Linked DNA regions of Mus musculus: regions 2 and 3 are each linked to region 1. A link is a contact called in public promoter capture Hi-C data. All regions are on one chromosome and are shown on one strand. The core of a region is the stretch at or near the end of the contact, and the rest is flanking DNA. Distances in the headings are between cores, read along the strand shown.

Region 1 (3,701 bases), core at 724-3,223:
TCACCCCAACAGATTAACATTTATAAAATCAAAAAGCCAGAAATTTGGAACAATTAATTCTACATGGTGAAAAATACTTGTGCAATTACAAGTGTGCTAATAACCCCAACATAAGCCTAGAACTTCCAGTAAACAAACGTAAGCCATATTAAGACCTAAAACAAATGGAAGTTGTTTTTACTGTATTAATCTGTAAGTTTCTGAGTGTCTAAATATGATGCAAAAACAAATAGGTAAAGGAAAAGTCTGTTTAAACGTGGATCTGAAAACGGGTCAAGTATAGTACAATTCTCTGATAATTTAGAAATTACAGCTCAATAGAACTAAACGTTTTCCAGAAATGCATTACTTCGGGGTAGGAGACAAAAAAACAAACAAACAAACAAAACCTAACCAAACAAACAAACAAAAAAAAACCCCACTTCTCTTTTGAGGTAGTATTTGATGCTTACCAGTTACCAGTGCAAAAGCACTCAGACCCAGCAGAAGTGATAATCACTTACTGGTAACAATTTTTAATTACTTTCCCAACTGATAAAAAGAGCACACACTGAACACAGACTAAAATGTAGTTTCAAAGGAAAACAAAACGCAGTTTATGCTTCATGAAGTTCAAGGACAAAACTGTTTCCAATGCAACAGAATCCGCCTGACTACAATGTGCAGAGACAGAGAGGAAAAAATGTGAACACATAGTATCTTTTTATAAAGGCAACAATTTAGCTACAAAGTAATAACGGGGAAGCCAAAACAGTTTGACAGCCCGCCATAAGGGCCGCCTCAATCATGAGTCACACAATGCCTGCAACCATTTACAATAGTAATTAATGCACAAGTCCCCTAATTAAATTCTAAAAGGGTGAGAATGCTTTAACTAAGTTTACAAGAACTGCCTTTTGCTTTTCTTTTTAAGAACGAACACACTCGTAATTACGCGTCTCCCTGCAATGCCCCCCCCATGCAATATTCCCTGAGGCCGTTTCTCCCGAATGTCTGTTCCGTGAGTGCGAAAGCAAATGACACGGGGTTGGGGGGTGGGGGTGGAGGTTGGGGGGGGGGGGTCCGTAAACCCAGGAAGAGCGAAGCAGAGTGGAAACACACGATTATAAAGGGGCGGGAGACCGAAGGCTCGCCCATCTTACCTGCTAAGATTTCTCTCTACGTCTTTGGTAGCTTTAGCTTCCAATTCTCTGAAATAGCAAACAAAAACAAACACAAAAAAAAAAAAAAAACGGGGGGAGGGGATGCGCGTGAAAACGGAGCTGCTGCGGCAGAGCGCCCGCGCGGTGGGGGAGGGGCGGGGCTGCGGGCTGCAGCGCTGCGGGCCGCCGAGCCCAGGGCGACCGAGCCCAGAGCCGTAGCCCGCGCCGGACCAAGCTTCCCGGACCGCCCGGGACTCCCGCCCACGCCCGCGTCCCCCCGGGGACTGCCCCGCGCCGCCGCCCATCAGCCCGAGGGGGTCCTGCGGCAGCGCCGGAGGCTGGCTCCTGGCCCCCCGAGCGAGCCTCCCCTCCGGTCCGCTCACCTCATGTGTGTAAAGTGCACTAGCGCGTGAGGCGCGGGGAACGAGGCTCGCGAGCCTCAAGCCCTCCGCAGCGCCGCGGGGACAGGCCCGAGCCGCTGCACCAGCGCCATTTTCTACACCGTCCCGCTGCCGCCGCCGCCGCCGCCGCCACCGCTGCCGCCGCAGGCCCCAGACCGGAAGTGAATGCCCCACTCGCAACCCCTTCCGGGGGCGCCGTGGCCCGGGAGCCCCAAGATGGAGGTCCTAGCAACTAGGCCTGCCGGACGAGGCAGCCACTTGACAACTGTCTGACGCGTCCAGGACTTCGCCGGAGCTGTCGGGGAACTCCGAGGTTCCCCACGAGCGGCTCTGGGGCCTGGCAAGAGCGGAGCGCGGCCTTTTTCGCCGAGGCTGGCTCGGGCTTGCCTCGGACCATCCCCTCCTCCTTCTTTACTGCGACACAAGTTTCCTTCCCCTCGGCCCGGCCCCTCCCTTACAGAAACACGCCTTTAAAAAAAAAAAAAAAAAAAAAATCCAGCAAACCGCAAATTCCACCCCTGCCGCTGCCAGACTAGCCCGCGCCGTTTTTTAAATTCACCCACATCTAATTACTTTTGACCTTCAGCCACATTTATTTAACCTCTCGATTTGTGCCTCTTCCCAGGTGAAGAATGCATCCCAGAAGTTTCATTTTTTTTATTTTTGTGCCTCAAATTTTTACACACCCTTGACTCAGCAATTCCACTTGCACGAATTTCTCTGCTCAAGAAATAACCATTTGGGTATCACTTTTAAGTACTTCACAATCAAGATATTAACTCAAATGCACAGGAAAGGTTGAATAACTGTAGCCAGCTACGACATCTAATGCTATGAGGTGGCATTAAACGCAGCTACTTGCAATACCTGGGGTCTTGGTTACAATAAAAGAATGGAAACGCAGATGCCATACTAGTTCTCAGAAAGACATGTGAACACCCAAAAATTCTTACATGTGAACACTGTAAGATACATGTCTGTAGGTAAAGTATGTAAGTCTACATGTAGATAAAATAAGATACAGTAATATAATACATGAAGATACAATTATTACAATTATTTTCTTAAATTACAATATAGACACATACCTGATTGTAAATACAATAAGATACATACCCAAAGGGGGATGCTGCAATATAATGCATTAAGATATTATAATGCACATAGGTACATACATATTCGGTGCATATAATGCTAGTAATCTGCACATTTCTCCTCTACTTAAAATCTACTCCCTTTTACTTTCTCAGAAAACTCGCTCTGCAGACAACCTTCTTTTGCCCTTTTCTATTCTAAGTCCTTTAACTGGTTTAAACCTGCTCCAGTCTCTCCCATGAAACAAGCTCTGTGATTGTCTGCTTCTGCTCTAGGAGAAATGTGTGTTGTAGTTAGCTAATGAGTGGATGAATGCCCAGAAAGGAACTAGCCAGCATGTTAACGTCTGTTTTGCATTTTTCTTCTTTTGGTGTTCTTAATTTTATGAACACCCTATAAACATTTTTTGGAAAAAAATTACAAATTGCAAAATGAAGAATAACAAATAAATGCTAGTAATTTTTACATTTTAATTTATTTGAGATGGGGGTCTTACTCTATATCCTTGGCTAGCCTATGTAGGCCAGACTGGACTCAAACTCAGAAATCTGCCTATCTCTCTCTCCTGAGTTCTAGTGATCTATAACACACACACACACACACACACACACACACACACACACACACACAGGATCAACTTTGGTTAGGTTCTTTGTTAAACTGATACAAGATGGAGTCATCTGAGAAAATGCCCCCATCAAATTGCTGTAGGCAACTCTATAGGCATTTTCTTGATTAATAGTTGATATGGAAGCTCTTTAGAGGCCATCCCAGGTTGTATGAGAAAGCATGCTACAAGCCATGGGGAGCAAGCCAGTAAGCAGCACACTCCTCTATGTCTCTGCTTTAGTTTCTGCCTCTAGGTTCTTGCCTTGAGTTCCTGCTCTGATTTTCCTATATGATGAACTATGAACTGTAAGCTGATAAACCCTCTCCTCCCCAATTTGCTTGTCAGTATGGTGTTCATCACAGTGATAGAAGGCAAATTAAGACAGAATCTTTCCTATAATGTTTTGCCTTTGTTTCTGCCCAATTCCTGTGATTACCTCAACACCCATCTTCT
Region 2 (3,701 bases), core at 451-2,950, 1.1 Mb after region 1:
CCTCTGCCTGCCGAGTGCTGGGATTAAAGGCGTGTGGCACCACACCCGACTATATATTTCTTTTTTGCTGTTTGGTTTGTTTTTGAGACAGGGTCTTGCTACGTATGCCTAAATGATTTCAAACTTAAGGAATCTTCCTCTTTCTGCATCCCCAGTGCTGGGATTGCAGGCGTGTATCACCACATGAAGTCAGACATGTGATTTTCTTCCTCCCTTCTCTGCTTCCTCTTCTTTATATTGAATATTCATGTCCATAGTGCTGTGTTTCATAAAGACAATCTACCTAACTGTACTATGCATTTTACCCCTGTTCCCTTCTGCATATCTTCCCTCTTTCCCACCTCCACCTTCCATTCTTTTTCCTCCCGTGTCTTTCCTCTGCTCTCATGTTAGATATTCTTTTAGGTGTTTATACAATCTGGATCCAGAACTGAGAGAAAACGTGAACTTCGTCTTCTGGCTTCTTTTGCTTATTACCTTTAGCTGTATCCATTCCCCACAACACCATGTCCTCCTTTTGGGTACTGTACATATTTTTAAGTGCACATATACTCTTCTCCATGACAGACAAATATTAAGGCCATAGCAAGTCTCTGTACATTTAGAACAGAGTCATAATATGTGTTCCTGATACACGGAATTAAATTAGAAACCAACGCTAGAACATGCAGTGGTGGCTTAAGCCAGAAATCCCAGCATGTGGGAGGTTCGATCTTTGAGGCATGGGTTTGAGTTCTAGGATAGAAGAACGGAACCCGTCTTTAAAAACAACAAACAAACAACAACATCCTCACAACAACAACAACATCCTCTACTTTGCTATACTAGACAAGAGCAAAAAAAAAAAAAAAAATCGGAGAAAGAAAGGAAGAAGGAAGAAAGGTAGAAAGAAAGAAAAAACCTAACTAGTAAAGAAAATGATGGAAAATGAGTGGAAGAATTGGAGGAAAAGTAATTTTTGAAGATTATTGAAGATTACTGAAATTAGACCAGAGTTAGGGGAGACCATTATCAAATCTATAGAAATCTATGAGGAGAGATGGTCCAGCGGTTAATAGTACTGGCAGCTCTTCCAGAGGACCTGCGTTCCACTCCCAGCATTGATAACCACATGTAACATCCCACTTCCAGGAGATCTTTCATTCTCATCTGGCCTCTGCCCGCACCAGACAGGCAAGTGGGTCACACACATACAGAGGCAAAACACTCCATATAAAATAAAATAAAATTAAAAAAAAAACCAAACTGCTGCCGGGCGTGGTGGCGCACACCTTTAATCCCAGCACTCGGGAGGCAGAGGCAGGCGAATTTCTGAGTTCGAGGCCAGCCTAGTCTACAACGTGAGTTCCAGGACAGCCAGGGCTACACAGAGAAACCCTGTCTCAAAGCAAAACCAAACCAAACCAAAAAACCAAAAAACCAAAAAACCCAAACTGCTGTATGCATTTAGTGAGGACGGAAAACTAGCAACATTACTCCTACATACAGAGTTTATATTTCTCAGCTGCTCCCTTCTCAGACGTCAATCTTCTAGTCTTGAGGAAACACGCGTTTACTTAGTTTACTGCTCGACAAATAAGAGCAGAAAACGAACTGTCGTACCTGTCCGGACTGCGCGAAGCTCGCTGCTCTAACAGGAACAGTTGCTATGGTAATAGGCACCGACTTCCGGAAGAAGTACGGCGCGCGACGAGGGACATTCGGCCTCGGCGCGAGTGCGCTGACGGGGCGGCAAGTAAAGCTTGGTGGGTTTCGACGGGTGTCCCGAAGGCGGTGTCGCTCGGCGCCAACCCGGAGACCGCGCGCCATGGACTTCTCCAAGTTCCTGGCTGACGACTTCGACGTGAAGGACTGGATTAATGCGGCCTTCAGAGCCGGCCCCAAAGACGGGGCGGCGGGGAAGGCGGACGGTCACGCAGCCACCCTGGTAATGAAGCTGCAGCTGTTCATCCAGGAGGTGAACCACGCCGTGGAGGGTGAGCCACGCAGACGCCCACCCGCCCGCCCCGGCACCCGACTGCAGGACCGGGCCCAGGGGCCAAGCCTCTCCTTTGGTGGGAAAGCGAGCCCTGCAGTAGTCTGAGTTAGGTCTAGGCTTTGGTGTTCACGTCCGACGATGCCATAACATTTCCTTTAAAAACTAAAAACTAAAAACAAAAAAAAAACCCCAATAATAATAATAATAACAATCTGGGAGTGGTGGCGACCGCCGTTAATTTCCGCACTGGGGAGGTGGTGCTGGACGGTCAGGAATTCAAAGCCAGCTTCAGTTGCAAAGTGAGTTCGAGGCCGGCCTAGGCTATAGGATCGCTCTCGCCGGCTCTCGCACGCTCTTTTACTCTTCCTTCTCCTTCCCCCTTCTTATTTACAGTCTCACTCTGTCGCCTAGGTTCGCCTCAAACTCGCCTTCTGCCCCAGCTTCCCTAATTCTGGCATTACAGATATGTGCCCCCCCCCCCCAAAAAAAGCTCTTTGGGTTTGGAGTAATTGCTCAGTGGTTACTACTCTTGTAGAGAACCTAAACTTAATTCTCAGCACCCACATCAGTTGGCACACAACTACCTGTAACTCCAGTTCCATGGGATTCAGTGGCCTCCTTGGGCATAAACACTCACATGCACATACTGACACACAGACAAACATGGGTGAATGTAATTAAAAAATAAATCTTGAAAGAAGGCCTTTTGGAGGTGGTGGGGTAGATAGACTCTCATGTAACCCATACTGGCCTTGAATTTGCTCTATGATGGAGGGTGACCTTGAACTCTTGATCTTCATGCCTTTGATTCTGAAATTCTGGGATTATAGACATGTTCTGTCATGCCTGGCATAAAGAGTCACTTTTGAGAGCATTTAATAGTTAACTGGTCCTAGTATTTAGCAGTATATGAGAATGACACAAATCCATTAATATATCTTTGTAAGCTAAGGAAGATGGGCCATCCTGAATGAAGACTTTAACTGTGTGTGTGTGAGAGAGAGAGAGAGCGAGAGAGAGGAAGAAAGAGAGAATGAGAGAGAGAAGACGAGAGAGAGGGGGGGGAGAGAGAGAGAGAGAGAATGAGAGAGAAAGAGAGAATATATGTTGCTGAATCAGTGCTCCTCCTTGCTGCTTCACTGTGTTGAGGACACAGTACCACATAGATAGCCTGGGTTATGGTGCTGCAGCTTGGTTTCCAGGCATATTTTCCCCACATCTGCATGTGTGTGGGAGCAGCGAAAAAGCAGGCTAGTGCTTCTTAGTGGCTCCTGGGACCCACATCCTCGTGTTCTGAGGTGTTAAGGATGCAGCCATGGGCCCTGTCCCACACTTACCAGATAAGAGGCTAGCCGATGCTAAAACATGCTCAGGCCTAAGAACACAGGGCTAGCAGGAAACTGGAGACCGTGGTGTTCATGCCTCTAGTCTGTTGCAGTGGGCTTCAAGTTTAGCAGCCAGGTCCATTTTTTATACATATATCCTCATGGGCCCCTAAACTTGTCAAGCACCTGGGCTTTGTGTGTGATTCCGTCTTCATGTTCATCACTATGGCAACCACAGCACCTAGGGAGAACGGCATTTACCTTATGAATTTCCAAAAGTATACACATGTATTAAGGGAAAGCATGAGACAGGTTGTTTTCATTGGTAGCCCAGGCATGTCCCCTGCCCTTGGTTCCACTTTGAAGAACCTGACCCGCTTCAGAGTATACCAGCCAGC
Region 3 (3,701 bases), core at 485-2,984, 1.1 Mb after region 1:
GCATCTTTCGGGGTGTTTACTGCTAAAACATCATTTATAGTAGAACCAACCACCATGATCTTGGCCCCACTGGTCACTTTTATTTCTCTCAAAGTCTTGTCTTCAGGAACAAGTCCTTTATACATGACCTTCTGCATGGCAGGTGGGAGACCTTGACAAAAAGTGGAAAGGAATAAGCAGGAAATGCGTGGACCATCCCCCTTCTATAACAAAACAGGAAGTGAATACTGGTCCATCAACTATCAGCTTTGTGAACTTGAAGGAGTTCAGAACACCAGGACTATTTGATTGGTAAAACTTGGTCCTTCTACATGAATGTAAGGTATTTAGAATTGTTTGATGTCTAGGTATCATTGTTTCCAAGTTATAACTCTATCTTCTATCCACTTAAATACTGAAAATTCCCAAGTGTAGGAGATACAGAAAGCCAATAAGCTTTTTACCCGATACATGGAGAAAGCTTTAAGGAAAGTATTTCAAGTAGCAAACCAAAACAAATAAAACGGCCATGTATGAATATTTATAAAGGGCCATTAGGACAGTTGATAACACTGTTTCATGAACTTCCCTTATGAAACTGATCTGTCTGCTGAAAATAAATCCGTGGCTAAATACTGGACCTGTTCAGAATCTCCTGTAAAGTTCATAAATACCGCGCCTAGCAATGACAGTCCAACATTAGTTAGAAGGGTGAGCCTTAATACTCAAGATTCAGGCTTGCATCTCACTCCACCACTTGGTGGTACCACTATCATTCTGGGCCTAATTTTCCCTCTCTGATTACTAATGGACATACAAGTACTGATTTCAGAAAACTGCAGTGAGGATAGCGGGAGTCTAGGCGCAAGAAAATCGCTAACAGTTTAGCACGACGTAAGCATCAAGAGCTAGAAGGTAGGTCGTGGGTAGAAGCAGTCGGGTGTCAGCTCCTCGAATACCTGTAATGGAGTGAATCTTCTGCTTTAGCTCGGACCCCGTGCTGTCCAGAGGGACCTTCACGTCGTGTTTGGTCTTGTTCCAGATTATCTTCAGATCCACCAGCTCCTTGCCCACACCGCCGCCCGCGTCCTCGCCGTTGCTGACCGAGGCCTGGGCCGCAGGGTCCCCAGGGGGCTGGGCCGGGGCCGGCTGCAGGTTGCCTCGCGCGTCGCAGGAGTCCTCCGCCGCTGCCCCTACGGCTGCTTCGGCCTCCACGCAGTTGAGGGGCCGTGCGGGCGCCTCGGTGGCCACAGCCTCGGCCTCCGTGTCCATGCCTGGCTCCTCCATGCCTGCAAAGGGGTTAGGGGGGTGGGTGCTCGCCACGAGCCCGGCCTGCGACGAGAACGGGCCCGGGCACCGTCGTTGCCGCGCCACGCTCCTCCCTCCGGGGCCAGGCCCGGTCCCACGACCCCGGCAGCGTCCGCAAGCTCTTCAGCCGCCGACCGACCGCCTTCCCCGCCACACTCACCATCCGGGGCTCCGGCCGCCGCCATGATGATTGTGTACAACACCCACCACGACCGCAGGGGCCGCCGGGAAGAAGCGAGCTGGCGGAGATTGGCCCCCGCACCAGCCCCTAATTTCACACAGGCTGGCCGGAAACAGGTGGAGGTTTCTATGGAGACCCGCCTCCTCCGCTTCCCGGGCCGGCCCCTGCCACGCTTTAGCATTCCCGCAGCCGGAGGGGGCGGGTCTGGGAGATCGCCTGCTCGCAGCGCTCGGTCCCCGAGCGGCGGCGCATCGCCGCCCTAGTCCAGAGGGGCGTGAGCAGCCCAGATAGGCGGCTTACGCCTTTAAGTGGCAGGGCCGCGCTCGCTGTGGCGAAAGTTGATTGGTTGGAGTGATTTTTTTCCCCCCCGCCGAGCGGAAGTGACGCGCGAAGGAGCCCACGTGTGTGTTTCTAGTCCACATGGCGGCGCCCCTCAAGAGGCTTCTGCTGGCCGAGCCGCACGTGGTGGCCCTCGGGCACCGCGTGGGGCGGCGCGAGGCCAGTCTGGGCCCAGATCCCGGGGCCCCGGTGCGAGTGCGCTTCGCTCCCAGCCCCACAGGTAATCCTAACGGACGTGACGCCGCTCGCCGCAGCCCACCTTCCCGTCCCCGCCCCCGAAAGTTCCAGAAACAGTCCCTTCCGGGGTTGTCTGCGCGACCCCGTTTTAAAGAGACGGAGGTGGAGGGCTAGGATTTGAAGTGATTGAGATTGCTAGAAGTTTCCTTGTTGTATTGTCTCTGTCCTTTCTTATTGCACGCTGTGTGCAGAGCGTATAGACTTTATGCCAAGGCCTATGCGCTATAATGCAGTGGTCATTGAAAAGTCAGGGTTCTGGCTTTGAAGAAACCGACAAATCCTAGAGTCATATGTGTCCATTTTGGCAGTGAAGCGGGATAGGGCGCCCTAGAAGGTATTGCTGAAGAGGTAACATTTGAGTTGAGAACAAGTGTCAAGAAGACCCGCTTGAAGCCTAAGAGGAAACGACATGCACAAAAGCCTGAGTTTGCTGGCAGCTTAGCAAGTCAGAAGAAAACAGAGGCCCATGTATATCTTGCTAGGAATTCTGTGTCTCCTCCCTTCCCACAAATTCCCAACCTTTAGTTCAAGCCACCTTCTACCCTGTTCACACTGAGCAACCGTTCATTCTAGGTCTAGGGTCAGCAGGAAAAGATATTTCTGAGTCTCAGCTGCACAGGAAGAACGCATTACCTCCAGGCAGGCAATGTAGATTGTGGAACTTCGATATGTGGTAGAAGCCCTGGTTCATAGTTAACTGTTGTGAATCTGTTTTTAAGACTGATATAAACGAAACTGCTAGGGAGAAAATGAGTGTCTCAAAACCGAGAGAACAAAATCATCTTTCTTTTTGTTAGTCTCAGTGATGTAAAATAGCTTATCAAATGACTGCAAGTATCTAAGTATCACAGTGTCTGTGTTTACCTATGGTCAACATGAACTGGGATACTCACCTTGTTGGAAGAAGCACTTATGCAGGCATCCAAGGCCTGGCATTTTCTGCATCTATATTTTTGTCTTTGCCAATCCCTAGATGTGTTGCTTTGGCAGAATTATTTGCTCTGTTTATGTCCCAATTTTGTGATTTGTCAAGTAGGGCTAATAATAGTGCCTGTCTGACGGGTTTGAGCCAGTACAGCAGAGGCACTTAGCAAGCACTGCCTCTACTACAATTACTGTTTTCATTTCTTTGCTGACTGGCAGGAAAAGCCCAAATGGGAAAGAGTTGACAAGCAGTGTAGATCACTATGATAGCTAAAATTAATTGAAAGTTTACATTTTTGGGTTTTTGTTTGGTTTTTAACTTGGAAAGAGTTCCCTGTATCACCCGATTGGCCTGGAACTCACTATGAAGACCATGCTGTCCCTAAATGTGCAGCAATCCTCCTGTCTCTGCCTCCCAGGTTTTGGCGTCACAGGTATGAGTCATCAGACCTGGCTTGAAATTCTACTTTGGTCAACATTTAGGTATCCCAGCAACCTCATTATTAAGGATCTAGGTGTTTTTGTTTTGTTGAAACAGGGCCTTGCTGTACCCTTGCTGGCCTGGAACTTGCTGTCTTGTCGAGGCTGTTGTTATAAACTCACACAGATCTGTCTGTTTCTGTCTCTAGAGTGAGGAGATTAAAGGTTCAGTCTACCAGGTCCAGCCTGATTTTCATTTTTAAGCCCACTAACAGATCAGTAAATTGAAACTTGTGAAAACTAAATGAATTTC

Evidence for each region. Promoter capture Hi-C pulls out the DNA fragments that hold promoters and counts their contacts. Capture Hi-C pulls out chosen DNA fragments and counts their contacts.
Region 2: a contact with region 1 is called in a promoter capture Hi-C map of pre-B cells, with 3 times the contacts expected there. The contact joins the promoter of Cog7 here to the promoter of Tnrc6a in region 1. A contact is called at or near these places in 1 of 39 promoter capture datasets (pre-B cells) and 2 of 9 other capture datasets (adipose tissue and liver).
Region 3: a contact with region 1 is called in a promoter capture Hi-C map of liver, with 3 times the contacts expected there. The contact joins the promoter of Ubfd1 here to the promoter of Tnrc6a in region 1. A contact is called at or near these places in 2 of 39 promoter capture datasets (liver and pre-B cells), 1 of 484 Hi-C or Micro-C datasets (CD4 T cells), 2 of 115 datasets of contacts at active chromatin or transcription factors (astrocytes and fibro-adipogenic progenitors) and 2 of 9 other capture datasets (adipose tissue and liver).

What each region holds. Positions count from the first base shown.
Region 1 is chr7:123,122,157-123,125,857 of GRCm38.p6, reverse strand. It overlaps Tnrc6a (trinucleotide repeat containing 6a), which reads right to left and starts at 1,973. Exons shown (of 24, transcript NM_144925.3): 1 at 1,526-1,973; 2 at 1,143-1,190. The coding sequence starts at 1,530.
Region 2 is chr7:121,979,692-121,983,392 of GRCm38.p6, reverse strand. Cog7 (component of oligomeric golgi complex 7) reads left to right here and starts at 1,700. Exons shown (of 17, transcript NM_001033318.3): 1 at 1,700-1,976. The coding sequence starts at 1,808.
Region 3 is chr7:122,065,231-122,068,931 of GRCm38.p6, reverse strand. It overlaps Ubfd1 (ubiquitin family domain containing 1), which reads right to left and starts at 1,734. Exons shown (of 7, transcript NM_138589.2): 1 at 1,448-1,734; 2 at 939-1,268; 3 at 1-151. The coding sequence starts at 1,649. It overlaps Ears2 (glutamyl-tRNA synthetase 2, mitochondrial), which reads left to right and starts at 1,846. Exons shown (of 9, transcript NM_026140.3): 1 at 1,846-2,027. The coding sequence starts at 1,889.